Regions from separate parts of the Mus musculus genome. Here all the other regions are linked to region 3. A link is a contact called in public HiChIP or PLAC-seq and promoter capture Hi-C data. All regions are on one chromosome and are shown on one strand. Each heading gives the region's core, a stretch centred on a gene start, on an enhancer-like site or on the middle of the called end of the contact. The rest is flanking DNA. Distances are from core to core; before and after follow the strand shown. Region 1 holds the start of Rmi2 (RecQ mediated genome instability 2). Region 2 holds the start of Litaf (LPS-induced TN factor). Region 3 holds the start of Emp2 (epithelial membrane protein 2).

The links. Promoter capture Hi-C pulls out the DNA fragments that hold promoters and counts their contacts. HiChIP or PLAC-seq counts read pairs in DNA pulled down with a chosen protein or histone mark.
Region 1: a contact with region 3 is called in a promoter capture Hi-C map of embryonic stem cells, with 2.3 times the contacts expected there. The contact joins the promoter of Rmi2 here to the promoter of Emp2 in region 3. A contact is called at or near these places in 4 of 39 promoter capture datasets (embryonic stem cells and stem cell-derived epiblast-like cells).
Region 2: a FOXA1 HiChIP or PLAC-seq map of pancreatic cancer cells shows a contact between it and region 3. The contact joins the promoter of Litaf here to the promoter of Emp2 in region 3.

The regions. Positions count from the first base shown.
Region 1 is chr16:10,833,072-10,836,359 of GRCm38.p6, forward strand. Rmi2 (RecQ mediated genome instability 2) reads left to right here and starts at 1,988. Exons shown (of 2, transcript NM_001162932.1): 1 at 1,988-2,319. The coding sequence starts at 2,019. It also overlaps the pseudogene Gm17913.
Region 2 is chr16:10,991,404-10,994,434 of GRCm38.p6, forward strand. It overlaps Litaf (LPS-induced TN factor), which reads right to left and starts at 1,718. Exons shown (of 4, transcript NM_019980.2): 1 at 1,643-1,718.
Region 3 is chr16:10,312,316-10,315,387 of GRCm38.p6, forward strand. It overlaps Emp2 (epithelial membrane protein 2), which reads right to left and starts at 1,653. Exons shown (of 5, transcript NM_007929.2): 1 at 1,497-1,653.

The sequences.
Region 1 (3,288 bases), core at 738-3,237, 520 kb after region 3:
TCCAGGATCTGGCACCCTTGCACAGACATACATGCAGGCAACAAAACTATACAAGGGAGAGAATTTTAATAGCATAAATTTCCTATTATGTAATTAGTTGTGCCTGTTGATAGGACTGTGATATTTTGATACCTATGAACTTTGTATAATGATCACACAAAGTAATTGGTAGGCCACCTCGTACATTTATCATTTCCTGATCAGCTGTAATCAATCACAAACATGGGTTTTTAGTTCAGTGTTCAGTATTGCTGATCTCAGAATACTACACTGTGTAAGAAGACTTAGTGATAGCCGGGCAGTGGTGGCGCACGCCTTTAATCCCAGCACTTGTGAGGCAGAGGCAGGCGGATTTCTGAGTTCAAGGCCAGCCTGGTCTACAGAGTGAGTTCCAGGACAGCCAGGGCTACACAGAGAAACCCTGTCTCGGAGAAGGAAAAAAAAAGAAGAAGAAGACTTAGTGATAAATTAGTCACTCAAAGGTGGCAAGTTTTGTTTGTTTGTTTGTGTTTTTAAAGATATTTTGCATTTATTTACTGTGTGTGTGTAGTGGGAAGAGTTAGGATTCAGACTTGGGACAAACAGCTGAGGTGCATTTTTTACAAACCAAAGTGGACTTCATCTCCAGGTTCTCCCATCCTTCCAGCATCCCTTAGTTCCTACCTTGCACCTTGTATACCCACCTGTCTCTCTCTCCCTCTCTGCATTCTCTCTCTCTCCCTCTCTGCATTCTCTCTCTCTCCCTCTCTGCATTCTCTCTCTCTCCCTCTCTGCATTCTCTCTCTCTCTCTCTCCCAGCACATGCACACTCTTTCTCTACCCCCTCCCCTCTGTCTTCCTCCCCATGTCGACTTCCCTGGCCTCCTTCCTTGGGACCAGAGAACCGACCCAAGAGCGGCTTCCCCATAAGCCTGCCTTTGCGTACTTCGATTTGGCTTGAATTGACTCATTTCACCAGCAGAGAATAACTTACCAGGATGCACGTGTGCCGCAGCGCACTTGTGGAAGTCAGAGAACAATTTATGGGAGTTAATTCTCACATGGGTTTTGGGAATGGAACTCTGATCTGATATCAGATTTGGTGGCAAGTGATTTTGCCTGGTGAGCATTCTTGCTAGGTAAACACTCTCCTATAGAGCAATATCCCGAACTGAAAGAGGAAATTGTTTAATTTACTTGTTATGGTGTTTCCAGGAAGGGCTCTTGTATACCAGGTTGGACTCCAATTCACTCTGTGGCTAAAGATGACCTTGAACTCATCTTCCAGCCCTGGTGAGTGCTAGAGTTAAATAGGTGTGAACCACCAAAATTTGTTTTGATACTTTTTTAATCGTTAAATTCAAATAAGTGTATTTATTTTCTTTTTAAAGATTTCCCCTGATAAAACTCTTATAATTTCAGGAATACTGTGTGTGTGTGTGTGTGTGTGTGTGTGTGTGTGTGTGTAGTCTGGGCACAAGACCAATTTCTAAAGATGCTTGATATCTTAACCAAAGTTACCAGCGCAGCGCATATTCAGCGTCATCTCTGAGGTATTAAAAGAGTACAACCAATCCATTCATAAATTTGTGTTTGGGGCCATGCTTAAACTATTCCTCTGGAACTCTCTCTCCTGTGTGTAGATGTGATTTCGTATCAAAAAGGTCCAAGGGATCTACTTGCATCTCGGCTTTTCGTGTGGTAATGTTTTGCTAAGGGTGCACATTTTATTTCGGCTCTTAAAATTAATCGATCATCTACAACTACTGTTGAGTGCGTCTTATTTTTTAGTAAACTGGAACGGAGACATATGGCTTAAATCGTTGCTCTTCCTTAGGAGAGGAAATTCCGTATCTCCCTGCATTTGTTAGCGTATCTATTTTCTATTTAATTCAGTTGAATCTTTCAGCTTCTGGCGGTTACGCGGCTGTCCCGCCCCCATCCATTGGCTGCCTCGGGCAGGCGCGCTCTTGATTGGCTGCCGCTCGCCAAACCCCCGCCGTCCGTCAGAGTTGGCGGGAAAGCGGTGGTGGCGCAGCATGGCGGCTGCGGCGTCCGAGTCGCTGTCCTCCGGTGGCCCCGGGGCCGTGCGGCTGCCGCGCTTGCCGCCACTCAAGGTACTGGCAGGACAGCTGCGGCGGCACGCAGAGGGTGGCCCGGGCGCGTGGCGGCTGTCGCGGGCGGCGGTGGGCCGCGCTCCGCTGGAGCTGGTGGCCGTGTGGATGCAGGGTACCGTGCTGGCGGCGGAAGGCGGCCAGGCCCGGCTGCGCGACTCGAGCGGAGCCTTCTCTGTGCGCGGCCTGGAGCGCGTACCACGCGGCCGGCCCTGCCTCCTCCCAGGTAACGTGGGCGGGACCGGCTCTGCAGGTCCTCCCCGGGGCGGGGCGGGGCGGGGCGGTCCCACCTCCAGGCTCTAGCCCTCCTTCCTGGCCCAGCCCCTGTCAAGTGACTCCCCACCCATCCTCTTGGATGACAGCAACACCTATCCCCGCTTTCTAAGATGTAGGTTCCAGCCGGGCCTGGAGGTACACATCTTCCATCCCAATACTAGGAGTCTGAGGCAGGAGGATGGCAAAGTTCAAAGCCTGACTGAGCTACGAAGTGAGTTTAAGGCCAACGTAAGGCAACTCAGTGAGAGCCTGTCTCAGAACAAAAAGTAAAGAGGGCCTGGGGTGGGAGCACTTCCTAACATTGATGAGTCCTTGGGTTTAACCCAGACAGCGAGAATAGTAAACAAGTACATCTACTAAAACGCCTGTAGGTTCCCGAGGCTATCCCACCTTCCCAGTTTTGAGCCTTGCAATTCTGTGTCACAGTTCTATCCCTGTAGATGTTTTTCTCATTTTTCCCCGTATGTTTTGAAAATAATTTCTCAGGAAATGTCTGCTTGTCTTTTTCTCTGTGTGTGTGTGTGTGTGTGTGTGTGTGTGTGTGTGTGTGTGTTTTTAAGGCAGTGTCTAGCCTAGACTGACCTAAAATTCATTGTGTAGCTTGGACACCCGGGCTTCCTGCTTCCATCTCCTGAGTGCTAGGATTCTAGGCATATGCTGCTCCATCTGGTTCATACGCTGCTGGGAATCAAACTGGGGGCTTTGTGCATGCTACGCAAGCAATCCCAGCCCTAAGTCTGTACTCATATTTTTGTTTGTTTGTTTGTTTGTTTGTTTTTTCGAGACAGGGTTTCTCTGTATAGCCCTGGCTGTCCTGGAACTCACTTTGTAGACCAGGCTGACCTCGAACTCAGAAATCCACCTACCTCTGTCTCCCTAGTACTGGGATTAAAGGCATGTGCCACCACGCCCAGCAGGT
Region 2 (3,031 bases), core at 468-2,967, 680 kb after region 3:
GGGCCAGGAGCCATTTTTTCAGCATTTTCAAAGGACAAGGGGTAGCCCTTTCCCCTCCTACGGCCAGGCCATAAAAGTATTGATGGACAAAGGAATGTATCCGCCAAAGGAAGGGAGCTACTATCTAGGGAGTCTAGTATCTTAGAGACTCAAGACACTGGGTGGATCTGATACCAATCACTGTGTCACTTGATTCAGTAAACTATCATAAGGATATTTTTTCAGGCAGGAATAAAACCATTCATTATTAATGCCTTTAGTGGAATAGGAAGGAGGACAATGGGCCTCTCCCACAGTAAGTAGATCTACAACAAATATTTCTGAGCTGGCCTGAACACCTTTAGAAGGCAGAACAAGGATTGGCTGAGAAGATGAAGTATGGGTGTTATTCTAGGTCAGGCAAGGCAAGCGACACACCCTCTGGATCCTGATCCAACTGATAAAGCCAATCGCTGGAGGAATTAGTGATACCACTCAGCTCCTTTCTCTCTGCATTAGTTCTACTTTAAAAGAGCCAATCTGAGAAGGCTGGAGCGGAGGGCAGAAGAGGAGGCAAGCACCTAGTGGTAGAAATGATTTTCCTTCAAAGGACTCCAATATGGAGTCCAGGAGTCCCTGAACCAGCTTCAGCTCACTCAGGGGAGGACGGTTTAATTCAGAAAAGGCTGGAGGAGCGGCTCAGTGGCACAACCCTGTAATTTCAACACTGTGGAGGCAGAAAAGTCCAGGACCAGCCTCAGCTACATATGGAGTTGGGATGCTAGCCTGGACTATCTAAGACCGTCTCAAAACAGCAAAAAGGGGATGAGCTTAGAGAGCCCCGTGACTTCCACAAACTATTTCCCAATGACTACCGCTCAGTCCAACAGAGAATGACATCAGCTTCACTCTCCGGAAGCACAAACCCGACAAAGTATTAGGTAGGGAATGTCCAAACGACCCTTTCTAAAACACACCCATGCTCTCCTCACCTCTTCCTCTTAAACCTCAACGGAAAGCTGGGGGCACGATACCGAATGACGATCAAAAGCACCGTCTAGACCCACACGGACCTGGAAACCACTGGGAAGTAAGAACTGGGCTGGCAGGACAGGCGGGGGTCACGTCCTCCTTCGCCTGGGCTCTAGACTCCGCGATCCTGAAGTTCCCCTGCTCTCCGATACGCTCGCACCGGTCTGGGAACCCGTGTGAAACTCACAGGGATAAGAGCAAAAGACGCGTGGGCCCGGAACAGCTAAAGAGCATCTGGAAAGTTACTCTACTTTTTCTCTATTCGCTTTTGCTTTCAGAGTACACACAGGGGCGTTCTCCAAATCGCAACTTAGATACTAAAGGTTACTAGAGAAAGTCGCGCCTTTTCCTATAAGCCCGAGGGGCATCATTTGGTGAGGTTCGGACGGAAGCTGGGTAGTCCGAGACTGAGAACCAAACACAACCGCACTGCTGGGACCCCTCGCCCTCAATCCCGCCCAGAGCGCGCCACCCCGGGTCCCACGACATCCCTGCTCGCCCCCCAAGGAGAGCGCGGTGCCCCGGGACTCTAGGCAGGTGGCAAAGCCCGACCCTCGCCTCTGTTGCCGCCCCGTGCCCAGCGCCCCGAATCTGGTGTTCCCCACCGGGCACCCAGCAGGGCCGCACTCACCGCTGCCCGCGCCGCCAGTCGAGCCGGGAGGTCTGCTCTGGCCGCGCGCGCGGGCCGGGAGGGCTCCGGGGAGGCAGGGCGAGCCGGGGGCGGAGATGTTTCGGGGCGTGGCTTGCTGGAAAGGGCCAGATGGGGTGGGGTCTAGGAGGGGAGGAGTAACAGCCTTGAGGCAGGAGGAGTAGGGATGAAGCTACGACCTGAGTGGGCTGGCGAGAGGCGGGGCGCGCGGAGGCGGGGCCAAAAGGTCGGGCGGGAGGCGGACTCTGGAGCCGCGAGGCCTGGGAGAGGGAGGGGAGAGATTATTCTTTGTTTCTAACAGCCACAACTACACCTCCACCAAAGTCAAGGCATAAAGACAACCTACAGAATGGGAGACAACATTTGTATGTTATGTAGCTGATGAAAGTTTATAATTTGAATAAAATTATATGATGAACAGTACTGAGGGTAGAGGCGTATATTCAAGATCGGCCTGATCTAAAACAGTTCCAGGCAAGCTAAGGCTTTATAGTGAGACCAGTCTCAAAAAAACAAAAACTAGCCAGACTGCAGTTCAGCTGTTAGAGGGCTAACATTAGCATGCATGAAAACAGGGTTCATACCCAGCGGCCCATAAATGAGTATAGTGCCACAAGCCCAGCACATTTTACGGCTGAACAGTTTCTCAAAAAAAATGTGGCTAATCTGAGAGACATAGGAAGTTTGAAGCCAACCTCAGATACACAATGAGACCCTGTCTCAACTCATCCCACACATACAAAAAAAAAAAAACATTCTTACAACGTACATGTGTGGGGGGGGTGGGGGGGTGCACGCACACGTGAGCGCACACAAGCTCACAGTAGTGTTTCACTGTGTAGCCCCACCCGGCCTTGAATTCACAGAGATCTGCTTGCTTCTGTCTCCTTAGTGCTGAGGCTAAAAGTGTATGTTACCATGCATGGCTTACATTTTATCCCCTTGCTTTAATGTGAGCACAGTAGCAGACAGAAAAGGCTGCAGGAAGAAAAGGTTTATTTTGGGTCACAGTGTGAGAGGGTTTCAGTCCATCTCCGTGGGAAAGATTTGGCAAAGCTGTTGAGATTATGGCAGCTGAAGCTATGCCGATGCTACTCACATTACAGTAGACCAGGCTGGAGAAGAGGGAGTGATCAGAGACAAGGAATAGAGTTAACCTTCAATGGCCACCCTTAGCAGATAGGCCCTGCCTCCTAAATCCTCCTCTGTAATTTCGGTGCTGGGATGGGAGAGATAGGAAGATCCCTGTTGTTTGCTGGCAGCCAGACTACAGAACTGGAGAGCCTTGGTTCAATTGAGATTCTATACCAAAAAGTATAATGGAGCACACCTGGCAAAGGAAATACCATATTATGGTCATGTAATTGCTTT
Region 3 (3,072 bases), core at 403-2,902:
AGGGACAGAGAAGGCTCCAGGCTGTGTGACCGGCTCTCTCTGATTCTCCATTCTTGTGGGGGTGGAGGTGGTAAAGATCCAAAACCCCTTGGAGGAAAAACAGGTTCTGCACTTTCTGGCCACCCCTAGTGCCTCCCTGGGCTGTGGGCCGGGTATCTATCTGCCCAATACCTTGCAGGGGACCCACACCTCTTACAAGGTCTCTCCCCATTTCCTGCAGCCCACTGAGGTATCTCCTGGTGGGAATGAGTGGAGTCACGGGGAAGACAGGGTGAAGGTGTGGCTTCACAGCCTTGAGTAGCTAACTCTGCCAGGTCTCTAGGCCAGGTGTCTCCCAGAATAAGGCTTTCTGGGAGGAGGCGGGAGAAGCCCAATGCATACTCCCATTGGCCTTCCACATTCTCTTCCCTTGGGTCTCTCCTGTAACCTGCATGGATCCATCCTACTGAACCCCTTACATTATTTGAAAGTGACATTCCAGGGAGAGGTGGTCAGCCTCCATGTCTAGGTTTTGGAATTTCTCTCTGATTCGGAATGCTCAAGCAGAGGCGGCTAGAGGCGTCTTTTGTGCCTCTCATTGTGGTAAGAGCACAGCATTTATGATGTAAACCATTTGTAATTCTACAAGCACATGGCCTGAAATGAACCAGCAATGTTGAGTGACGCCCACTACTATCTATACTCAAAACGTTCCATCATCCGCAATTAAATCTGTACCTGTTAAATAGTCCAAAATCCCAGCCATCTCCATCGCCTGGCAATGATCACCACCCACTCTGGATTGCCTTTGAACTTGTAGGTTCTAGATGCCTCATAGTAGTGGGACCCTCCTGAACTGAACCTAGATGCTTCAGTCCTTCTCCAAGCTTGGCATGCACACTCAGTTATACCTCCTTTTCCCGTGGAATCATGGGTGCCATCCCTTCTTCCCTTTAAAGCCCACAGATCTGCCACAGTAGTCAAGAGCAGGCAGGGGGGCCATCCTTGGAGCTTACCCCCCAGGCTGGGACACCGTTAAGAACCCAAGGAAGCTGCCCCCTCGCCGCTGTGGGGCGCCACGGAGCCCAGACCCGGAGGAGTGCGCGGCCCTCAGGGACCCGAGGACCAGGTCCTGTCTGATTGGTACTGCTTGGGAATCAGACGCTGAGTACAACAGGCAACAAGTGGGCTACTCTGGAGTTCAGAGCTTTGGGCCAGCGATGGTGGAGAGGGGATCCGCCCTGACTCTTTCCCAGACTTTTCCCGCCCACTTGGACGCAAAAGGTGGCGAATGCCACCCAGGGGTGGCAGGGTGGCCTTGGGGGGCACCAAAGGGAAGGTCTGCGCCACAGAAATCTGGAGAAGGAGCAACGGGACTGCCGCACGAACCGCACCCCAACCCTTCCCCGTCAAGCACGGATCCCCTGGCCTGTCCCGATTCCTAAAGAGGGCACACTGCTCCCTGTCATTCCGGAACCCCGACGTCACCGCAGTCCCTTGTCGCGCCCCCAACTCACCGGGCACGGGCGTCTGGACACAGTGGCGGGCTGCGCGTGGGGCGAGGCGCCGGCTGTTTTGAAGCTTGGGGCTGGGACTGCGCGGCGTCCTCCGCCCTCCGGGCTGCCGAGCCTCCTCCCTGCCGCCCTCTCCCTAGCCCGCCTCCCTGCCCGCCCGTGATGTCAGGAGCCGCCGATCCAGGGGGCGGGACCACGGGAGGCCGGGCGCCCCCCCCCCCCCCACCTCCCCTTGCTGGGCCGTCCAGCAGCACTCTGTAAAGTTCGAGGGAGCTGGAAGTCTCCTGCTGGGATCATCGCTGCCCTTCTCATCTCTGCCGCCCCTCTTCTCCTGACTGCAGGGTCAGGACCCTGAGATTTCCACTTCTTTCCGAGCAGCCCTCTCTGTCTCTTACTAATTTAGCTGGTTGTTAATCTCTCCTGCCTCAGTTTCCTATGATAGAAAAGGAAGGCGTGGCGGGACCTTGTCCTGAGGCCTAAAGGCCACACTCGGTGCCTCCTGGAGAGGCTGAGTTGATATGAGCCAAGCCATAACTGAAAAATCAATTCCTTCCCCGAAGTAAGACCACCATAAGGACCAGTCTTAAGATTCCTTCAAGCCTGGCCAGGCCTGAGAAGTTTGATATAGAGGATCCAAGTTGTGATCTCAATTGGGCATTGTATCCTTGCTTTCTCTTTTTCTTTTCTTAAGCACTTTTAATCTCTCTCTCTCTCTCTCTCTCTCTCTCTCTCTCCCCTCTCTCTCTCCTCTCTCTCCTCTCTCTCTCTCTCTCCCCTCTCTCCCCTCTCTCCTCTCTCTCCTCTCTCTCTCTCTCTCTCCCCCCTCTCTCCTCTCTCTCCTCTCTCTCCTCTCTCTCTCTCTCTCCCCTCTCTCCTCTCTCTCCTCTCTCTCTCTCTCTCCCCCCTCTCCTCTCTCCTCTCTCTCTCTCCCCTCTCCCCTCCTCTCTCTCTCCCCCCCTCTCCTCTCTCTCCTCTCTCTCTCTCTCTCCCCTCTCTCTCCTCTCTCTCCCCCCCCTCTCTCTCCTCACTCTCTCTCTCCCCCCCCTCTCCTCTCTCTCCTCTCTCTCTCTCTCCCCTCTCTCTCTCCTCTCTCTCTCTCTCCCCCCCTCTCTCCTCTCTCTCCTCTCTCTCTCTCCCCTCTCTCTCCTCTCTCTCCTCTCTCTCTCTCTCTCTCTCTCCCCCCCTCTCTCTCTCCTCACTCTCTCTCTCTCCCCCTCTCTCTCTCCTCTCTCTCTCTCTCCTCACTCTCTCTCCCCCCCCCCTCTCTCTGTGTGTGTGTGTGTGTGTGCACGCGCGCATGCACTTTGAAGAGCTGATTTTCTCCTTCCTTCTTGGCAATGCTCCTGAGGATCACCAGGCCACCAGGCTTGGACAGCAAGTGCCTTCACCTGTCAGAGCCTTCTTGCCACATCAGTTATTTCTGTTTTCAGTATTTTTTTAATTACATTTGTTCACTTACTTATTTGCTTGTGTGTATGGAGAGCACACATGGAGAGCAGAGAGAACCTTCCACTGTATAGATCCTGAGGAGAGAACTCAGGTCCTCACATCTAGTGGCAAGTGTCCTTATTATCCTCTG